Linked DNA regions of Rattus norvegicus: region 1 is linked to region 2. A link is a contact called in public Hi-C data. All regions are on one chromosome and are shown on one strand. Each heading gives the region's core, a stretch centred on a gene start, on an enhancer-like site or on the middle of the called end of the contact. The rest is flanking DNA. Distances are from core to core; before and after follow the strand shown. Region 1 holds the start of Pxmp4 (peroxisomal membrane protein 4). Region 2 holds the start of Cbfa2t2 (CBFA2/RUNX1 partner transcriptional co-repressor 2).

Region 1 (5,901 bases), core at 3,132-5,631, 170 kb after region 2:
GTTACATAAAGAGACTCTGTCTCGGGGTTGGGGATTTAGCTCAGAGGTAGAGCGCTTGCCTAGTAAGCGCAAGGCCCTGGGTTCGGTTCTCAGCTCCGAAAAAAAAGAAAAAAAAAGAGAGAGACTGTCTTAAAAAAACCAAACCAAACCAAAACAAAACAAAACAAACAAACAAAAAAAAACCACACTAGTTTGGGACTGAAGAATTATCAGGCAAATAAAGGAATTATCTTCCCCTCTGCCTGGCAACCACTGAGATGGTTCAGTGATTAAGAACAAGTGTTTGGGGGGGGGGGGGCTGGAGAGATGGCTCAGCAGTTAAGAGCAATGGCTGCTCTAACAGAGGTCCTGAGTTCAAATCCCAGTAACCACATGGTGGCTCACAACCATCTGTAATGGGATCCGATGCCCTCTTCTTGTGTATCTGAAGACAGCAACAGTGCATTCAATATATAAAAATAAATAAGGGGTTGGGGATTTAGCTCAGTGGTAGAGCGCTTGCCTAGCAAACGCAAGGCCCTGGGTTCGGTCCCCAGCTCTGAAAAAAAAGAAAAAAAAAAAATAAATCTTAAAACAAACAAAAGCAAAACTTAAAGTGTTGCCCTCACAGAGGACTCCAGTTCAGTTCTCAGCCCACACGGTAGCTCACAACCATCTGTATGTCCAGTTGTGCGGGATCTCACACCCCCTTCTGGCTTCCACACGTATGAAGCACATACACTGCACATAAGCACACACGTGGGCAAAGCATTCATACACACGAAAAATGTATCTTAAAAAGAAGTCAACGTTTTTAAAAAGAGAAAACGGAGGTCAGAAGAGATGAAGATTCATTCAACGTTCAGACTAAAAGCCTGAAATCAGATCTGAGCACACAGAAAGATTCACTGAGAAGGATACGGGGAGAGCAGGAAGGAGGAGGAGGTATAAAGCCCTCACTGGGAAATGCCTGCTGGCTCTGGGACTGGCTCTGGGGCTGTCTTTGGGATTTACAAGAGCAACTGTAGCAAAGATTGCAAGGTGAGGAAGGTACTCTATAAATTAACATTTAAAAAGAAAAACATCGAGGGTGGGGGTTAGACGTGTTTGTGAGTGCATACAACACTCTGGATGAAGAGCTAAGAGACGACGAACTCACGGGACTGGGGATTTAGCTCAGTGGTAGAGCGCTTGCCTAGCAAGCACAAGGCCCTGGGTTCGGTCCCCAGCTCCGAAAAAAAAAAAAGATTTCCTCTGAGACGCACTCACACAGGGACTGTCTCCACAGAGAGGGACTGCTGACAGAGGACAATCGCCTAACTTTACAGTTGAGTGCCCTTGACTTTTGTGAATGAGTTACCTAACTTTTCCAAGACGAAATTAGAGGAAAAGTTTAAAGTTAACAACTTTAAATGGTGATTTTCTTGCAGAAGCCAGCAGGACTCTCTTTTATCTCCTCTGCCTGGCAGTGACCAGGAAGTTCCCACCTCAGTCTCTGTGGCCTTTCTCCCAGCACCTTCAAAGCCTTATCTCCTTCTCCTACACAGAGGCCTTCAGCCTCCTCCAGAGTCAGGGCCTTCCTTTTATGCCAGAGACAGCCTGTCCTCAAGTCCCTACATCTGACAAGCCCCTTCTCAGACTCCTCAAATTCAGATGAGATGTGTTACCTCATGCCTCCAATATCAGAAATCGGATGGCTGAGACAGGAGGACCTTGGCTTTGAGCTCTACCTAAGCTACACAGTGATTATTTTGGGGTTTTTGTTTGTTTGTTTGTTTTGTTTGGTTGGTTGGTTTGGGTTTTTGTTTTTAATTAAAGTAGAGGCTAGAATGGTGTCTTGGTCAGTCAGGTGTTTGCCTTATAAGTGTGAGGACCTAAATTTGGAAACTCTGGGACGTACGTTAAAAGGCAAGGCATGGCATAATGGTAGGCACCTGCGTGCAAGGAAATACGATTCCAAAGAAATGAGATAAGGGGTGGAGATTCTTGGAGGTTGATGGCCAAAAGCTAACCATCTGGTGATGTTCCAGGCCAGTGAGACCCTTTCTCAAGCCAAGTGTGCAAGCTGGTCCTTGTACCTCCACGTGTGCAAGCATACTGGGCATGAGGGCAACTCACACTTGTGGACTAGTTAGGGGTGAGTTAAGTGTTCACAAAGTTCAAACATCTCAGTCATCCAGGTTGACCTCTTTAAACTGGCCACACCTCTTCACAAATACAGCACCTTTCCCCCTGCCTCCAGGCCTTTGTTGAAGGCATTTCCACAGCTAGAATGCCCTTTTCTTTCTGGAAAATTCTATTTTGGCTTCCGGAATATCACCACTACTTATCCTGAAAAGCATTGTTCAGTACTGCTTTGCACTGGCGTGGTATTTGTTTCTTGGGGTTTTGTTTTGTTTTGTTTTGTTTTTGGTTTGGTTATAGAGTCTAGGTCTTCAGCCAAGGCTACCCTCAAATTCTCAATCCACTTGATTCTAAAGTGTTATGATGACAAGTGTGTGTCGCCATGCTCAGCCCTGTCACAGGGCTTATGACCCTTGTAGAGAGGCAGAGCATCAGTACCTCTACCAAGTATTGAGATCCCTGCCTTGGGGACTCAGGTCTGGCTGAGTTTATAGTTTTAATTTTACAGAGGAAACCAAGACCAGAGGAGATGAAAAATCGCTCAGTTTTTACAATGAAAGCACTAGGAGTGGAGCCCAAGCACCCGACCCTGGAAAGTGTCTGTGCTCTAGAAAAGGTCCACTGAGGAGGGCACAGAGAGAGGTGGCGTAGGGGCAGCTGTACAAAGATCATTTTGGGCAGTGCTCGATGGTACAGGGCCAGCTCCTGCTTTGTACAGTACATACCTGGCAAAGGGGCTACTGACGTTACCATCTTGGTCAAACAGTGTCTGGTATGATTTGGCCAGATTCAGTAGGACGCATTTGCTCCCCGACTCTGTATCCATTTTGAGTTTGAATCCTGACTATAACGCTGACAGGATGTGACCAGGAGCGATCGACAGACCTCCCGTAACCTCGGCCCACCCATCAGTGAGGCAGAGACAAGAGTGGTTCCTAGTTTTCAAACATCCATAAAGGAACTGTGAATGCCTATAACAGAGGGAGCACCAGGACACGCAGAGGAGTCTAGACAAAGATGCTCCAACCTTGGGAAGCACTTTTTGTTGCCGTTGTTAGGCAGGGTCTCACACTGTGGCCCAAGATGACCCAGAATTCTTTATTTTGAGCAAATATGCTCGTTCCAGCCTCCTGAGGGTTGGGATGACTGGCACGTACACCACTCAAGACTTTCTAGTGAGAGTCATGGGCCGGGGAAAAAGATTATTCAGTGTCTGATGGCGACACAAACTATAGAGAAAGAGAGTAAAGAACAGGAAGCAATGGTCTTCAAACAGTATAGAAATATTCCGGGGACCCATTTTCCAGAAAGTGAGACCCAGAAAGCCTAAATGATTTGTTCAAGATGAAGAACATGGTAGCTGACCCCAGGTTTTAATCCTGGCAGTGGACACACTCACCTCCATGCCACACCCTGCTACCAGGATGCCAACTTTAGGGGACAGAGACGCTGGTTTCTTCTCTGAGTCACTGCTCGCACTGTGACAGTAACCTCTCAGTAACTGTTAAGGCATGAGGTTTAAAGAAGCTGGAACTCCCCTCCGGGCAGTGGTCAAGCAAAACTACCCTATGGTCTCCCTCTCCTAACTCTGAGGGAGTGAGATTGATTTACCCAGCAAATATTAGCTACTTTTCCTTACATACATTCACCGGCACTTCTCACGAGTCCCCAGTGGAAATGAAGAATGAGGTGAAGTCCCATATAGATGTGACGCTGTTGGCACCTATAAGGTCAACAGGTGACCACCTGCTTGTTAAAGGACAGAGTCCAGTTTTTTTTGTGTGTGCAGACAGAACTACAGAAGCCAAGTAGGCTAAAGGGCACAAGGCAAGATGAGATGAATTAGACCCCGTGAGGGGATACGGGTGCTGGCACAGGAGGCAACTAAGCCAAGAATGCCAGGTTGGAAAGGACAGAGGACCAAGAAGCAGGACAGAGGAAGCCCCAGCTCAGGGTAAGGTACCGGAACCCAGAAACCGACGCCTGCTGCACCAACGGGGCACCGAAATCTACAGACACCTAAGGCTTCCTAGAGAGTGCACAGCACAGTGGCTTCGAGCCTCGAACTCGCAAGCCCAGGTAGGCCCGTCCCTCAGCCCTAACCGAAGTCCAGGGCCCTACTCACACAGCCCCGTTCCGGAAGCCCTTTATCACGGCCAGCGCAGCGTGGTAACGGCGCTGGCGCAGCAGCTTGTTGACAGCCTGGAGAAGAGCCCGTAGCTGCGGCGGGGCAGCCATAGCACCGGAGCACTGGGTCGAAGGACCTAGCTGGCCAAGCACTGACAGCCCTGCGCTCTAGGTGCACAGCTCACTGCATTGGAGAGCACCGCCCCGTCGTTGTATCTATTGGCTGATCCTGCTGTCAATCATACAAGAGATCCAATTACAGAGCGCATTTGTCTGCAAGGGGCTGAGACGCGCTTACACTTCGGAATATCTGTCTGATTGGAAGAGAATGGAGAGTTGGTAGCCAATCACCAGGACTCGGAAGGTCTCACGCAGGATTTGACCAATAAGAAGGCAGTTTTCTTAGAGAGACGTTTGTTTCATTGTGGGCGAAGGAGGGGTTTGTTGCTCTTTCGATTTGGAATGGGTGGTGTTTGGAAGGTGACGTTGGGCTTGTCATCACGCTTGACACTTTGAATTGCCTAGCGAGTAGCACAGCTAACTTTTCAGAACATAAATTATATGTCACTCTTGTTGTTTGGTACTTTGAGACAGGATAGCCCAGGCTGGCCTTAAATCCCTGCTTAAATCCTTGATCCCCCTGCTTCTACCTCCCACAGACTGGGTTGCAGGCCTGTGCCATACTCGTACCTGTTTCTACTTATTTTAAAATACAAACTCTTCCCTAGGGCCCTCAGGAGCGGACTTATTTATGTGATTGTCAGCCTTTGCCTCTTGTTTCATATCCTCTCTTCTCTCCAACCTACTGGCTTAGTTGCCTTCCTTTATGTTGAGAATGGAAGACTTACAGTTGGTGACCAAGTCTCCAGTGATTTCTGAGAAGCTCCATCACATTTTGCTGGTACTCAGCACCAGCACTGACGAGCAGCAGGGCTTGGCCTTTGCCATTATTGATATAAAGGTTGTGGAGCAAAGATGTGCTCAGTGTGGAGTGCTGGAGAACTCACTGAGGGTGCAGGAAACATATGATCGTAGCCAGGCAGAATCTAGACCAGAACAAGACCCCGACTTGAACACAAGAAAGATGGGCAGAAAGAATCGAACCAGGCTTGGTCAAGTGTCTGCACATCGACTTCTGTCAAGCCCCTGAGACACCTGATGTAGACTGAGGCCCATGCAGCATTGTGTATCTGGCACTTGTATGTCCAAGGCCCACACATCGAGACCACTGTCCTTTATGGTCTTAGCATGGGAACTCTTCAGGCATTTCTGTTAATAGATAGCTAGTCATCCCAGTATGTTTATTTATATAATCCTCTTATAAACATAAAGATGCTTAAAAGCGTGAGGAATGTTCAAGCCAATCACTGAGTGAAAATTGGTAATCAGATAGTTAACAAGAGGACTCAGATACTGGTAACCAGATAGTTAACAAGAGGTTACAGATACTGGTAACCAGATAGTTAACAAGAGGACTCAGATGCTGGTATACAGATAGTTAACAAGAGGTTGCAGATACTGGTAACCAGATAGTTAACAAGAGGACTCAGATACTGGTAACCAGATAGTTAACAAGAGGACTCAGATACTGGCACACCAAAGCCACTCATGACATGAGAGCCTTGGCAAATATTGACCCTGTGAATTTCAATTTGTTAACTACACAGGGCA
Region 2 (6,525 bases), core at 331-2,830:
TTCCCAAGGGTTGGGATTACAGGTTTGTGGCACCATGCCAGACTGGCTTCATTTTAGTTCTAATTCCTGTTTTTGAATTTTTGAGAGACAGAATGACAGCATTCATCCTATAGTCAGAGTGCTTTCTTGGGTTGCTATGGGATTTATGTTTTTTTTTTTTTTTTTTGGTTCTTTTTTTCGGAGCTGGGGACCGAACCCAGGGCCTTTCGCTTCCTAGGTAAGCGCTCTACCACTGAGCTAAATCCCCAGCCCCCGGATTTATGTTTTGACTTTGCTAAGCGCACTAGGTGGACAAGCCAGTGGGAAAGACTCTTCCTAATGTGTAGAAAAGGGGTAAAGCTATATTTGGTACTGTGAAGATTAATTGCATAGTGTACAAAACCAGCTGTTGAAGACAGGCTAGTGACTCTTACTTAAAATCCCAGTACTTGGGTGGCCAAGGGAGGACGATTGGTGAGAATGCCAGACCGTCGTGGCTACACTGTGTGTTCTAGGCCAGCTAGAGATATAAAATAAACCTTTTTCAGAAACAAACTGTGAAGCCTGCTGGTGTTATAAACACAGCATTTGAGAGGCAGATTAAAAATATGGCTTAAGGTTCAAGGCTAACCTGGTCTAGGTCAGTGAGTTCAGACCAGCCAAACATACATTAAGACATTGTTTCAACAAACCAAAACAAACCTGCATTTAACCAGGCCTGGTAGCATAGGCCTTTAGTCCCAGCACTTGGGATGTAGAGTTAGGTAGATAGATATCTAAGTTCAAGGCCAGCCTGTTCTATAGGGCTAGTTCCAGGACAGTCAGAGCTACAAGGGAGACACTGTGTCAAAAAAACAAAAACAAAAAACAAAACACCCCTGCATATACACGTTCCCCCCACCCAAACACAGACACAAACCCCACAAAGTCCTCGATCTAATACAGAAATCAATAATGACAGCTACTAGCTATTTCAAATATTTAGATTCCTATAGCCCCAAAAGACACAGAAATCTGCGAGATAGCTAATTTGGCAAAGATGCTTGCTGTCAAGCTTGATGCCCGAAATTTGATCTGCTGGATTCAGAGGGTGAAAGGAGAGCATACCCTCGACTTGTTCTCTGACATTCACATGCACGCGTTGGAATGCACTCCCTCAAACATATACACGTACACATATGCAATAAATCAATGTAAAAACAAATAAGTAAGTAAAAGGAGGAAAGAACAATTTAACACCCAATACAACCGTCAAGGCATTGAGGCCTATACCTGAAGGGTTCCTCCCCGAAGCCCCGCCCCAGGACTCCGCCCCTGCTCCTAGGTCACCGCCCAGTCCACATCCGGAAGTCTGGAGCTTCTAGGAGGGCGGTTCGTGCGGCCCTGCGTAGCGCGCGGGAGGCGGGTCGAGGTGCAGGCAGCTCCAGGATAGGACGCAGCCTGGCGCGGAAGGGGCGGGCCAGGTCAGGAGGCGGTGCTTCGCGTGAGCGCCCTCCGGCCCGGCTTCCGCGTGCGTTGGTCTGCACGCGGGAGCGCGCGGCGGGGGCGTGCCGGGGCCGTCTGGGGGCGGGGCGGCGCGCGGCCTAACGGCGACGGCGGCGGCGGCAGCGGCGGCGCTGGTGCGGGCGAGTTCGGCGGGTGCAGGTCCCGGCCTGCGCCTGCGGAGGGCTCAGGCGGAGGGTCGAAGCGGGCGGCGCTCGCGACAGACTGCGCTCCGCGATGGTGGGCGTCCCTGGAGCGGCCGCCTTCCAGCGTAAGTGGGGCGGGAAGGCGGACGGCTGAGGGGTGTGTGTTGAGGGGCCTGCTGCTCCATAAGCGCGAGGCTCTGCAGAGGCCCCCGGCGGAGGCCTGGGCAGGGAAACTGAGGCTGGGATTGGGGCACTGGATCCAAGGTCACGCGGCTCCCCGGCCTTCCGGGGCCCTCGGGGCTATCCCGGCGCTTCCTGTGGGGCTCGCGGCTTCTGGTGCTAAGCCGGACTGTGGAGCGGCCTTGGAGCTCAGGCCTGGCGGGCGCCCTATGGACTGGCCGCGAGAGAAGTATTGTTTTGTTTTCGCGGCTTCGGGGCTGAAAGTCCGGTCCTGGGAAACACGCCGGATTTGGAGCGACGTGTGGTAGATGTTGGAGGATGCCGGGCTGATATTCCGGAGGGCCCTGTTGAATGCAGGCTCTGGAGTCGTACTGCTTGGGTTCATGTCCCGGCTGCCCCGCGTATAGGCTGTGTGACCTTGGCGCTCCCCAAGACTCAGTTGCTCTGTCTGAAAAATGGGTTGTGAGGATGGGTTGTGAGGAACGTAACCTGAATAGCTCTGTGGTAGGGTTTTGCGAATTCAGTAGAATACCCTGAACACACATCATATACAAGTGTGAAAACTCACTATCTTAATCTCAGTTTGTTACGTGTGTTCTCGGAAAAGTCCGAAATTGGGATCTGGTTGTGTTTTGTTTGTTTGTTTTAAGATATCTTGTGTTTGACTAGTCCTACTGTGTGACCCAGTTGTGTTTTTACTCTTACCCACATTTCGGTATTCCGTTTATCCGATGTTCTTCCTAGAATTGTAAGATCTTGGAGGAGGGATGGCATCGTTTAATAAGAACAATAAAAATTTAATTGTCATTAAAATAGCAGTAATAGCTAGCATTACTTGAGCACCAGGCATTTTGCATTCGATTCATTTAATATTTATTAAATCATCTCTTAAGTACAAAGTATCACTCAAGGCCCGGAGACTATGGCGAACAAACTTGACAGACTAGATTCTGGATTTGAGTTTGAGAGAGGGACTCAAACGTTTTGTGGATATTTCTTTGTCTATGCGAGGTGTCTAAAAACAGGTATTTGAGGCACTTTGGAGGCAGGTGGATCTCTGAGTTTAGACCAACCTGGTCTATACAGTCAGTTCTAGACCAGCCAGGGTTACATCATGGGACCCTGCCTCAAAAAACCAAAACTAAAACCAAAAAAACCCAACAAAATACCAACCCTAAACATAAAACAAACAAAAAAGCTAAAGTCAGGTATTTGGGAATGTCTATTGTGCAAGGGTAAAATGAGGCCTATTGAGAAGTCTTAATCCCCTCGACAGCAATTACAGCAGAGGGTTCTTACAGCCTTTTTCTTGGGCACTCATTCCACGTCGGATTGAAAAAATACAAAATAGATTTACCCACTAATGCCTTCTGTAGTTGAGTGTGCTGTTCCTGCTCTTGGTGCTCTTGTGAAGGAAGATGATTTTATTATATAAGAAAAGTGGAAGAAACTTTTATCTGAATTTAAATTCATTTACTTATAGCAGTATTGGGATTGCACTTAGGGCTTTTTGCACTGCACTGAACTGTATCCCTAGCCTTCTTTATTTTCAGACAAAGTTGCCCAGGCAACTTGTAATTCTGTCTCAGCTTCCCAGGAGCTAAAAATACAGGCCTGTGTCACTAGGTCCAGATGAACTAACACATTTTTATTTCCATATCTTTTATGTTTTTAGTTAAATATAGTCCCAAAAGGTTGAGTATGGTGAAAGCCTCTGTAATTCCAGCACTCAGGAGGCTGAGGCAGGAGAATGTGAGTTTGAGATCAGTCCAAAATGTGTAGTAAGACTTTCTGGAAAAACAAAAGCCAAGAAGTAGGTCTTTGTGGTTCCTTATGTAACTAAGTTTCTTTGCAAAGTTGCTCTATTGTGGGTCAGTATGCTTGCCTATTGTTTGTTATGTTAACTAATTTATTAGGGTCCAGGATTGAACTGAATGCTTATTATGTATTAGGCAGGTACCTTTTGTTTTTCTTTCCCTCTGTGTAGCCTTAGCTGTCTTGGAACTCACTCTGTAGACCAAGCTAGCCTTAGATCCACTTGCCTCTGCCTTCCAGTGTTAGTATTAAAGGTGTGTACCACCACCACCCAGCAAGGCAGGTACTTATAACTCAAAACTACAAAATTCTCCTTTAAAAAAGAATCTCTCTGGGCCTCCAATTTTTTATTTTTACTTCTTCTTTTTTTTTTTTTTTTTTTTTTTTTTTTTTTCCGGAGCTGGGGACCGAACCCAGGGCCTTGTGCTTGCTAGGCAAGTGCTCTACCACTGAGCTAAATCCCCAACCCCCTTTTTTTTTTAAGATTTATTTACTTACTTAATGTATATAAGTACACTGTAGCTGTCTTCAGACACACACAACCCCATTACAGATGGTTGTGAGCCACCATGTGGTTGCTGGGAATTGAACTCAGGACCTCGGGAAGAGCAGTCGGTGCTCTTAACCACTGAGCCATCTCTCCAGCCCCTGGGCCTCCAATTTTTTTTAAGGTGTATTTATTTATTATATATGAGTACACTGTAGCTGTCTTCAGACACACCAGAAGAGGGCATTGGATCCCATTACAGATGGTTGTGAGCCACCATGTGGTTGCTGGGATTTGAACTCAGGACCTCTGGAAGAGCAGTCTTAACCACTGAGCTGTCTCTCCAGCTGACCTAGAACTCACAGAGATCTGTCTACCTCTGTCTATTTAGAACTAGTTCCAGGATACCCTGGGCTACACAAAGAAACTATGTCTCAAACAAAAACTCACAAAAACAAACCAAAACAGAAAAGATAGGATCTATGTCCTCATCCTAGGTCAGTCCCACCTCCTTGTTGGGCTCCTTAGACCTAGGGTGTTACAGGCATGTGTCATTTTTAGTGATTTCAGAAACTTACCTACATTCTTTTTTTTTTTTTTTTCTTTTTCTTTTTTTCGGAGCTGGGGACCGAACCCAGGGCCTTGCGCTTGCTAGGCAAGCACTCTACCACTGAGCTAAATCTCCAACCCGAAACTTACCTACATTCTTTTCTTCCTTTTTTCTCAATGTTGAAGGAACACAGGCTTTAGTGTATGCTAGACGAGGTCTCTAGCTGTCTTATGTTTTAACTGTAGTCCCTGGGAAAGGAAAGTGGGAAAGAGCTCAGTCCTAAGTTTGCTTTACCAAAGTGAAGTCCCTGGGGAAATACTGGAGTACTCTGGTCCTCTGGTGATCGGTTCCATCAGGATAGGCGGCTAAGGTCACACACAGGACGTGAATATTTGCTTTACTTTTTTTTTTTTCTGGCAGTGATGATCAAAAAACAAAACAAAACACCAACCCACAACAACAGCTAGGTAGGGCCTCCCATCCCCTAGGTTAAGTGTTTTACCACTGAGCTTTATCCCAGACCTGGATATTTTGTTTCAGTGAAGTATAAGGGCTTACTCTGTAGCAAAGACTTGCCTCAACTTACTAAGTAGATCAGGCTGCCCTCATGGCTCGCTTTGTATCCCAGCCTTTTAAATTGAAGGGATTATAGATGTGAGCCTGGCTCAGTATTTGTTTTAAATTACAGGTTTAGGATAGGGATAGCTCAGTGGTAGACTGACTACCCACCCACCAAGGCCCTGGGTTTGATCCCCTGCACATAAAAAGTAACAATTACAGTCCTGTTATAGTTGATGTTTTAACATTTCATAATGTATAAAATTTGCTATTTTAAGGAATGGTGAGCTAAAATGTAAGCGGAAGTCACAGTATTGTCTCTCCATGTTCCCTGCGTGATAGTCACTACCCTTGGTATGGAGATCATCATCTTATAGTGGGTCTTACCTCTCTCTCCCTATGCTACTGTCAGAAAGACAAGTGTGCCTCACTCAGAAGTAGAGTGCAGTGGTTTAGGATGACCCTGTTTTGAGACAGGGTTTCTCTGTAATAGCTTTGTCTGTCTTGGGACTAGGTATGTAGACTAGTCTGGCCTTGAACTTGCCCTGATCCTCTAGCTTCTGCCTCCTGAGTTCTGGGATTACTAGCATGTAATCTGTGTAACATGTTTCTCTGTGTAGCTCTGGCAGTCCAGGAACTCAGAGATCTGCCTGTCTCTGCCTCCAGAGTGCTGCGATTAAAGACCTGCAACAGTACCCTAGCTCATTTGTGATTTTATTTTGATTAGTATGTGAGAGTGTGGCCTGTAAAATGCTTTAACAATGCTTGGCAGGCTGTTCTGTGATGATGTTAGTGGGTGAAGATAGAAAGGTGGCTCTGGAGATCACATTTCATGGGGGTACTAAGTGCTTAGTTTTTTGGGATTTATTTTATTTTTATGGGAAAAGTGGGATATATGATGTTAACAGAGTGGCAGTGTTAGCTGGGTTGTGCCTGGGAGTGCTACACGACAAGACAGTTCTAGAGTTCAACAGGCTCACAGCTCACTCTCAGCTACTCCATTTTGCCCACTTAGCTAAGAAAGCAAACTTGCAGACCAAGCTCCTTGAGAAAGTGGCAAGAGCTTCATAAGTCAGTGACCCTAAAAGAAGCCTGAACATGAGTGGAATGGTGTCTAAATGTTAGGTAATTACAGGTATTTTTACAGGAGACAAGTCCTGTGCGTTCATGACTATAAACAGCTGTGAGAAGTGTTCTCTTAAGGCCCTTTTCCTCATGTGGCACACCGCTATTAGGATGAAGAGAAATGAAAATGCACCAGTGAGATCTTACTGAGGATGAACACCTAAGTACCTTCTGTTTGCTTCTCATGCTCCTCTCCTGGTCTT

The links. A called contact is a pair of places that touch in the nucleus more often than the background predicts.
Region 1: a contact with region 2 is called in a Hi-C map of liver, with 2.0 times the contacts expected there. The contact joins the promoter of Pxmp4 here to the promoter of Cbfa2t2 in region 2. A contact is called at or near these places in 3 of 12 Hi-C or Micro-C datasets (the Rat2 cell line, kidney and liver).

The regions. Positions count from the first base shown.
Region 1 is chr3:163,566,448-163,572,348 of GRCr8, forward strand. Pxmp4 (peroxisomal membrane protein 4) reads right to left here and starts at 4,382. Exons shown (of 4, transcript NM_172223.2): 1 at 4,229-4,382. The coding sequence starts at 4,341.
Region 2 is chr3:163,395,640-163,402,164 of GRCr8, forward strand. It overlaps Cbfa2t2 (CBFA2/RUNX1 partner transcriptional co-repressor 2), which reads left to right and starts at 1,581. Exons shown (of 11, transcript NM_001168542.1): 1 at 1,581-1,732. The coding sequence starts at 1,699.